2 separate regions of the Macaca mulatta genome follow, and region 2 is linked to region 1. The links are chromatin contacts, called in public Hi-C maps. All regions are on one chromosome and are shown on one strand. The core of a region is the stretch at or near the end of the contact, and the rest is flanking DNA. Distances in the headings are between cores, read along the strand shown.

What was found. Hi-C and Micro-C count contacts between places; a contact is called where the count stands out from the background.
Region 2: a contact with region 1 is called in a Hi-C map of liver, with 4 times the contacts expected there. The contact joins the enhancer-like site here to the promoter of TCF7L2 in region 1. A contact is called at or near these places in 5 of 14 Hi-C or Micro-C datasets (blood, cortical neurons, fetal cortex germinal zone and 2 more).

Annotation. Positions count from the first base shown.
Region 1 is chr9:125,088,733-125,093,389 of T2T-MMU8v2.0, reverse strand. TCF7L2 (transcription factor 7 like 2) reads right to left here and starts at 1,535. Exons shown (of 14, transcript XM_077947535.1): 1 at 835-1,535; 2 at 509-575; 3 at 175-299. The coding sequence starts at 1,023.
Region 2 is chr9:125,274,776-125,279,559 of T2T-MMU8v2.0, reverse strand. The region is part of intron 5 of TCF7L2 (transcription factor 7 like 2); the gene reads right to left. Among named protein-coding and RNA genes, the nearest start is that of TCF7L2, 190 kb to the right of the region's middle. Within about 2 kb of position 3,234, at least 1 of the 40 cell types and tissues checked has an H3K27ac peak or open chromatin away from gene starts, as enhancers often do.

The DNA.
Region 1 (4,657 bases), core at 286-2,785:
AAAAGTTTGGAGAGTTTCGGGCCGCCTGGGCCACGAGCGGGGGAGGGGAGGGAGGGAGGGGAGGAGGCGGGGAGGGGGAGGCGGGGAGGGGGCAGGGCAGGGGCCGCATGCGGGGCCCGGCGGGCGGCGCGGGCGGGCGGGCAGCGGGCGGGGGCCGGGCGCGGAGGCACTTACGGTTCGGGCGGTGGGCGAGAGCGATCCGTTGGGGAGGTAGGGGCTCGTCAGGTCGGGGATCATGATGAAGGGGTAGCCGGGATACGGTGGCCCCTTAAAGAGCCCTCCATCTTGCCTCTTGGCCGCTAACATGGCGGGGCGGCGAGGGGACGGCGGCGGCCGCGCGGAGCGGGAGAGAGCGAGGAGAAACTTTTTAGAAAGTGCCCCGAGGGGCTGGGCGCCCCGGCCGGGCCGGCGCAGGGCCGGGCCGAGCCGGGCGCGGGGCCGGGGCGCGCGGGGCGGCCGGCCCGGGGGGCGGCTCCGGGCGGCTGCGGGGCGCGCGGGGCGTACTCACCTTCTTCCAAACTTTCCCGGGATTTATCTCGGAAACTTTCGGAGCGAGGCGGAGGCCGTCTTTCCGCCTTCCCGGAGGGGTGGAGGTGGGGAGGGCGAGGGGCAAACGCCACGCAGAAGGGGGAGAAGAGGGAGAAAAAGAATCGGCGAGGTCGGGGGGGGGTAGAAAAAACAGGGTTACAAGTTTTTGCAATGGTGGCATCGCACGCACACGCCGCCCGCCGGGCCCCGCCGCCGCCCCCAGCCCCGATTTCTCCCCTTTCAGCAACATTTGCCAAGCCCAGGAAACAGATAAAAAACCCCACCAGCCCGAGGGGCTTTTCTTACCTCGGAATCGGAGGAGCTGTTTTGATTCGTTTCTGATTCATTGACTAGAGACGATTTGACATCAGCTAAATCCCTCTCTGCCGAGGAGTTTTCGGAGCTCTTCTCCTCCTGTTCGCCCTCGTCTTTGAAGGAAATCAGTTCGTCGTTGGCGCCTAGGTCATCCCCTCCACCGCCGTTCAGCTGCGGCATTTTTTTTCACCCACCAGCAGCAATTTTGGAAGAAAAATGAAGGAGGAAGAAAAGCCAAAAAAAAAAAATCACCCCCAAAAAGTTTTGCCCCCCAAAAAAAATATTGCAAGAAAAAGACGAGTCCAAGGTGAACTTTTTTTCTGCTTGGGGGTCTTTTTCTCCTGGGGAGGGGAAAAGAGGGAGGAGGGGAGGGGAAGGGGGGGGAGATCTTCTGCACGCGTGAGTTTGGGTTTCTTTTTTCTCTCGTTCCCAAGGATCCGATCAATGTGCAAAAAATAATAAATAAAAAAGGGGGGTAAAAAAAAAAAAAAAACAACAACAACAAGAAGTCAGATATAAAGAGCAAAGGGGGGGGAAGCCGAAGATACAGGAGGTGCTCGTGCCGCTCGGATTTGAGTGAGTTGAAGTTAGACTGAGAGCTTTTCAGTTCAAAGGCGGCGCTGATTGACAGATAGAAAAAGGGGGATCGAAATCCGGAGGAACGGAGTAGTCTGGGAGCGGAGATTATTGACAGGGCGAGAGGAACACACTGCCTTAATGAGATGCCGGAGGGCGGGGCCGGCCCGGTGACGTGTGCATAAATAAACAGCCGGGGTGGGCGGGGCGGGGGCGGCTAACAATGATCCTTTCGGGCGCCGGGAGAGGGAGGAGGGAGAGGAGGAGGAGGAGAGGGGCGGGGAAGCCGGGGGGAGACGGAGGGAGGAGTGTGCAGGGGGAGCGGCCTGCGCGGAGTGTGTGCGAGCCCGGGATTCTGGGCGAGGGTGCAGGGACTCGCTCCGGGTGGGGGCGGTTTCAGAAAGACAATGCGGGGTGGGAGAGGAGGAGAAGGGGGTGGCGACCAAGTCAGGAATCCGAGCCGAGGAAGGCGGAAGGAAAGCCCACTTGGGGGGCGGGGATGGGGAGAGGCCCAAAAAAGTGCACTTTAGAAATATTAGAAATAAATCTTAAGGGAGGGGGAAAAGGAAGGGTAGTATTGTGAGAAAGTGGTGGCTGGGGGCGGGGGTGGGGGGGTGCTTGGTGGTTAATTCAGCAGTGAAATCAGCCACACTTGGGCGGGATGAACAGAAGTGGTCAAAAGGAAAGATCAACCCTCCACTTTCAGAGAGCTTGGGGAAGTGAAGGGGCTGGTCAAAGTTCCTGGTCATCTACAATGAAAGAAACTATTAACCCATGAGGCCTCCCTCCTCCCTTTTTTGTTTATTAGTAGTGGATCATTTCATGAAATGTTAAGTCCCACTAGGATGAATATGCCGAAATGACTTTTTATGCAAAAAACAAATATTAAATGTCAGAAACATTAAAAGTACCCTGAAGGAATAATATATGATTCTTTTAAATGTAGAGTGGTGTTTTGCTTTTTTTTTTTTTTTTTTTAAACTGACGTTGGAGGTAGTAGGAAATGAGCTAGAGTCAAAGTCCTTTTTGACTTCGGAGGTGAAAAGTTTGGGCGTTAACACCGTCAGGGAAAATAAAACCGAAAGTTCACCAGCCCCTGGGATCAGTTGGGCTACAGTGTTTCTCGAAGGGGGTCTGAAATGAAATCCCCGAAAGACTGACCAAAATAATCAAGATGTAGGTGGCTCTGGCAGGAAATTGCTAACCAAACCAATGCTAGAAGACCTCTGGGAGAAGATGGGAAACCTGGGGCTTGAGGCAGGTATTTGTTGACTTTCAGGTATTAGAGGAGGAGCAGACTGATTTGCTACAAAATGGGGAATGGAATTATGTTAAAGAGGAAAGGCCCACCTCCCAAAACACAATGTGCCTGGGTGATACAGCAAGAAGATTCATTTTTGCAAATATCCAGTAAGAAGTAGACTGGACACTGCAACATGAAAAAGAGAAAAAAGAAAATAAATAAATCAGTAGGATTTAGCAAATTGCCTCTTAGGAGCAGTATTAGTCTAAGTCCAGGATGTACTGTTATCCCACCCTTCCCTGAAAAAGCTCACCTGCACTTCAGCTGGCCCATCAGCACCAAGGTTTCCAAAAGAAAGCAAATTTGCCATGTAATATTTAGAGAGTTTGGGGTGCCAGCAAAACTGTTTTATAGGCTAAAGGCTCAGAAAGAAGACTACTAAAAATAATGATACCGAGATTGACAAGGCCAACGAATTCCCCTGCACTGGAAAAAATTCACAACCACATTTGCACACTAAAGAATATGCAGGCAAAATGAAAATGGGTTGGGGGGCAGGCAGAGAAGAATCACTGTAACTCCCAACTTTCATATTAATCAGAATATCAGAAGTAGAGTGAGAAGGAGCCTGAAAAGAAGTAAAACAAATGTGTACATTTAATCAGACAGGATTGCATAGGATACAAAGCACAGGGCTAATTAGTCTCAGCAGGTAGGACTAACCTTCAGACTTCATAAATAAATAAGGCGGGCGCAGTGTCTAAGAGGGAGAGTGGAGACAGAAAGGGGATTATTTCAAGACACCAAGTGAAAACATGAAGAATGAAATGCTTCACTGTCAAAAATCCATGTACAAATGGATTTAACAGTTTCCTTTTTTAGGTCTTTTACTTGGTTACCTTTAGATTGACACATTTAGTGAAATGACCAAGCTTTACACACTTGCTAATTGTCACCTGTATTCTTGATGTGCCCAAGTCTGTCTTTATGCAGCGTAGACTTTCCTAAGGCTCATTTTAGGGACTGACTTACTTAAACTGGAACACATTTATAGGAACTCAATTTTATGGCAATTTCTTTGTCCTGTGTGGTAGTTTTTTGTTTCGTTTTGCTATTTTAATGAAACCCTCGTCTGAATTAAGTTGGGTAATGAGGTCTTCTATGTCCTTTATAGTACTACCTGTATAATGTAATCTCTGGAATATACTGAACTGAAATTTTAAAGAATGTACTTACTGATTTTACTATACTGGCCTGCATTTTTATCATATGTAAATACTAAGGGCTTTGTTCCGATGATTAGTAACTTTATCCATTTTGGCATATCCTTATTTTTCTCATTCAAAGGGAACTCTTTTGAGTCTTTCCTTCCTTAAATCTCTGATTTAATCAAGCAATTAAAAAGTTATTCTGTGATAGTGCATGTCCCACATTTAATTTCGTTACTTGGTGCCATACAAAGGCTTGAGTAGACCAGCAAGATTTCAGAGGGGCGAGATCCCTGATGCTCTGCAAGTCCCTCAGGTGATGCCTGAATTGAGGAGGGGGAGGGAATGGCAGAATTGGCACTGCAGTACCCAAGCAGCAAGGTATTGAAAAATACCTTGAATACTATTTGAAAAAAAGGTAGGCTGGCCCACAATGTGGATGTGTAATTTATAGATTTGGTGTGAAATTTTAAACACAGTTGACTTGGGTCCAAGTGCTGAGGCAACTTCTCTGTGGATACTGATGACTCCTGGTTTATAGGACCAAGAGTTCTGCCCAAATGGCAGAGATTCGAAAAACACAGGAAACCAGACCAGTTCTGACTTTAGCCTGAGCCAGGGGATTTTGCCACCATGGGCTCTGCATGTTGGGAAATGGGTGGAATGGAGGAGAGGCTGTGCCCTCATCCCTTGGAGTCCAGTTTGGTCTCTGCATATTTTGGGGGGAGGGCAGGGAGAAACTGGGCCCTCGCCCCTTGGAGTCCATTCCTGGCACCAGTCCAGGTTC
Region 2 (4,784 bases), core at 1,985-4,484, 180 kb before region 1:
CCTAGAGGGAATGAAAGCTCGCCATTCACCTCCGCAACCTATTAATCAACAGACGCTGAAAACAAATAGAGCCATTGCTGGCCCTGGTGTCTCCCTTGGCCCTCCTCTTCAATACGCCCCTACTGCTGCCCTCTTTCTGCAGGAGGAAAATGGGGCCAGAAAGTGCCTTTAGGAGCTCCGCACAATAAAACTAAAGCCACAGAGGAGCATTTGTCAGCCTTTTCCCCTCCTCACGGTGGGCATGGAAGGTCTTTGGGGGTCTTCACTTACCAGCCCTCCCAGGGGCTGAAATCAGCATGAGGAAGGGACACTATTCACTCCAGGTTTACATTTAAAAATGGGTTTATAGTCCACCTCTATGTATTTTTCCAGACGCCGTTTGCTATGGCTGCAGCAAGACCAATGGCAACAGCTAAAACGTTAAGAAAAATTTCACGTCACTGAAGCTGTGGCAAGTTGGGGAAGAGGACAGGTTGGGGACACAACGAAGGAAGGACTGTTTCTCATCTATCAACCACCCTTTGGCAACTCAGCCAAGGTAACCCTCCTGTCCCCAACAACCTATGACCCCCAGCAGTTAGGAACTATTTCTGCTGATGGGATGGTCACAGGAGACAGACACAGCCAGTGCAATCTGGGCCCAGCCCTGCATGGACAGTCCCATCCCAACCCAGCAGGCCAACACTTGCTTTTGCATCCTGCAAACCTCTTATATATACACAGAAAAAAAAACAGCAGTCATGACTTCCTCCCGTGGCCCCAAATGGGTGGGCTTCCTCAGAGCATTTTACCCTGGCCCGTGCCCCTCTCCCCTTGCAGCTAGACAGGACCCATCCAGCGCCGTGGCCGGGGTCCTTTCTTAGTTGAATGTTGCTCCTTTCTGTCTAAGGCCTTGCTCCCAGCTAATGGTGGATTGTTTCCCTGGACAAGACTTCTATTGATAGCTACAGCACTGCCTGTTGGAAATAATAAATAAAAGACAGAAGGTTTCACAGGGTTCGAGTTTTACTTGAAGAAACAAGGTGGTAAGAGAAAAGAGATCTGCCTGTGAGATGCAGAAAAGCGAAGCCCACCCTGCCAGCCACAGCACACAGCCTGCATCCTCCGGCTGGGCTGCTGCAGAGCCCACCCCCGCAGGCTGCAGAGTTAGAGCAGAGTCAGAGCGTCAGAGCATCTCCGACCCCCGAGAGCCTCCCAGGAAGGGTGCTGCTTATTTGTTTTGTAAATTATCAATGGCTGGCTTTTATTTCTCTTTCTCTCTCTCTCTCTCTCTCTCTCTCTCTGGAATCAAATCCATTTAGACAGCAAGAGGAGGAAGAGAGACGATTCTCCCTGCCGTCTGTGAAATTTTGCCGACTCATAGTTTCTCATGGATTCACACAGGCATTAAAATTCTCCTTGCTGGGAAATGACTGAACAGAGCAAGCAGGGAGAGGAGAAACGTGCAGTCAGTTTTCATCCAAATTCTCACACACACACAGGCAAATACCTAGAACAAACTCGATCACTTCAAGTCCTTGACCTTTTTTGGGGGTAGCCCTTTCTATATTATAAGCACCCAGCTGGTAACACACCAAACAGACTGCCAAACGTGAAGGGTCGAGAGGACCAAGTTCAACTCCTAAAGACCTTTTCTCAATCCTCGAAAGGAGGATGGAAGGGCTGGGGGGTGAGAGGTGGTGGGTGGGCTGGAGGTGTTGGGATGGAGGAATAGAGGAACATTCGAATCTGGAAAATAAAGAAGGTGTTGAGATGGAGGAATAGAGGAACATTCGAACCTGGAAAATAAAGATGTGCACCAGCTGCTTGGCTTTGTGAAGACCGCAGCCAAGGCCTGACCCAGCAAAGCTGTGCATTCACAGGCTCTTGAACAATTACTTCCAGTTAAGTTCATTAAACATAATTTATTTCCACTCATTCTCATTTATTTTCCAATTAAAAAGAAAACATCCCATTGTGCCTCCCCTAGCCAACCTTTAAAACACTTGCAAGCTTACTTCTTAGCCCACCCGGTCCAGGCTCGCCCCTGATCAGCGAGTTTCCAGGGTTTTCTTCCTGCCTGCCTCTGCCTCCCTCCGGCAGCGTCACAAAATTCTCAACCTGGAGGTCAGTGAGGGGGCGCGACAGGCACAACAGGGCCCTCTGTCCTAATCCTCCACCAGGTCTCAGGGATGAAGAACCAGTCACTTCACCCCTAAGTAATTTCCCAGGAATCTGCAACCTCCACCCTCCCGCCAAATATTTCTCTACTACTTGGGTATTAAATGATTAGCGTTAACATAATCAATCTTGTTAAGTGTCCGAATTTGCAGAGAATGTTTGGGAATTGGGTAAGAGAGTACAGCTGTTTCTAGGAGAGCGGATCTTCCAAACCGAGCCAGAAATAAATCGAACCTATCCCAAATGAAGAAATCCAAAAGCTCAAATTCAAAACAACTTTTAACAAATAATAATGATTTCCAGAACACCCCCTCGCCACCAAACACAACAACCCCAAATCTAGAGATTCCTAAATATAATGGAAAGGAAATCACCAATTTTGATTTAGAGCAAATTTTAAGAGCATAATGGTTATTACATCCTGAGGAATTCAAGAAAGAAATAGTGAACAAAATCTGACACCGACTTTCTAATTTATTTACAAGGAACAGCTGCATAAAAAGCTCTTTTGTTTTTCTTGTATACCCTGTGCCTAACTTTCCAATCTCAGTCTTATTTGAAAATCATGCCTACTCCACGGAGTCTGAGAAAAGCTCAAGAAACAGCTTTTTTCCTTCGCTGATCAGGTAAATTTTCCCCACAGAAAAGAGGAGGTAAGCCAAGAGGAAGAATGAACGTTTCCACTCATGTGGCTCAACAAATACAAATGCCCAAACCCTGGGATTCAGCAAAGACCGACGGAAAGGAAGACGAACACAAAGGCAGAACTGCATTGTTCTGTTCTATCCTGCCTTGTTACTATCCCAAACGTGGGCATCCTTTAACGGGCATCTGCAGTCAGAATAAATAACACGCATGAAAATGACGCCGAGTCACCATGGGACGAAGAGGGTAAACACAATTGCTGTCCCTCCGATCTCCAGTTGATGTGTTGCAAGTTTAGGGAACGAGGGAGTGACCCAGGCAAAGTTGAATTTTTTCAAAAATCCTCAAATGTGTGCAGAAGTATGTAATCTGGAGGGCATGTCAGGATTTCATCACATTCCAAAATATTGCAGAAGGAAAGAATTCTATTACACAGCTCAGCCAGGTCCCCAACAACCCCAAACCACAAAGGGGAGGTTTCCCTAAGAATACAAGGTTTCAGGCTCTGCTGCTTCCAGAAAATGCCGATGCAGCAGCCTGTTGTGACTATACAGAGATCATAATATCTGTATCATTGGAGTTGGGAATTTACATTTTCAAAGAACTCCCTTCTCATAAGACATCAAGAATAGTGGTTTACTCCCACCAAGCCAACAGGACCACTATTAACACAGGTAATTTGAGAAAACTAGGGTCTAGAACCTCAAGATGGGAGACTGTACCGGGTGTAATATTTGCAGTAACACAACGCACACATTTGCAACACAGCCTCCACTCTCTTCCCCACCATTCCTGACAGTTTACACAATCCTAGATTGAACCAAAAAGTTGCACACAACTAGAAAGGAAAACCAAGATTTACACCCATCGTTATTTTAGGCTCAACTAGAGAACTATCTATGATCTTGTGTTTTAATATGACACACAGAATTTAATTCATGATGTTGAAAATATAAACGTAAGATTATGGTATATTTCATTCCTTCTCACCCCAAAATTGGATGGAAGAGCTTATCGACCACTGCAGATTATTTCTGTTTGGTCATACAATAACACCACAAATAATAAAAGTAATAATAAAAGTAATTAAGGAATTGCCTCCAAATTCAAGAGAATCCCCTTACAGCTTGTGGCAAAAGATAATCACTGAAGCTGGGCGCGATGGCTCACGCCTGTAATCCTAACACTTTGGGAGACTGAGACGGGCAGATCACCTGAGGTCAGAAGTTCAAGACCAGCCTAGCCAACGTGGTGAAACCCCCTTCTCTACTAAAAATACAAAAATTAGCTGGGCGTGTTGGTGCATGCTTGTGATACCAGCTACTCAGGAGGCTGAGGCAGGGGAATTGTTTGAACCCGGGAGGCGAAGGTTGCGAAGGAGCCGAGATCTCGCCATTGCACTCCAGCCTGGGCGAAAAGAGTGAAACTCCATCTCAAAAAACAAAATAATAATAATAATAATAATAATAATAATTAAAAGAAAAGATATCAAGACACAGTTGAAGAGAGTATAATGGATCCTAAACCCCAAATTCATATTGCAAAAGGGCCTTCTCCCTAATCATTAACAGCACAATGAGCTGTCATCAGGCTCTTTTCCAAAACACATTTTATATTAAGTTTACAAAACATACCACAAGCAAGACCATAGCCCTAAAAAGCCGGCATCTAAATCTGGAGATTGACAACTAAAGACAGAGCAACAGAAAGTTAGCATTAAATATGAAACCAAAATACACACTTTACACAGCCTGCTACTGTTAAAGCCTTATCGCTCAAAACTTTCAAGCTTTTAAAGTATGCTCCTCTATGAGGCAATGTCGTTTTCCTTCTCTCTCTTTCGATGGAGCCCACCCTGGTGGGTGAAGAAAAAAATTATTTGTTAGAAGAAATTCCAAACCGTACCACCCCTTCCCAGATTCCAGCTCACCCGTACTTGGGGAACAGGGTCTGCCTTACCATAGAAGTGTAAGGACTGT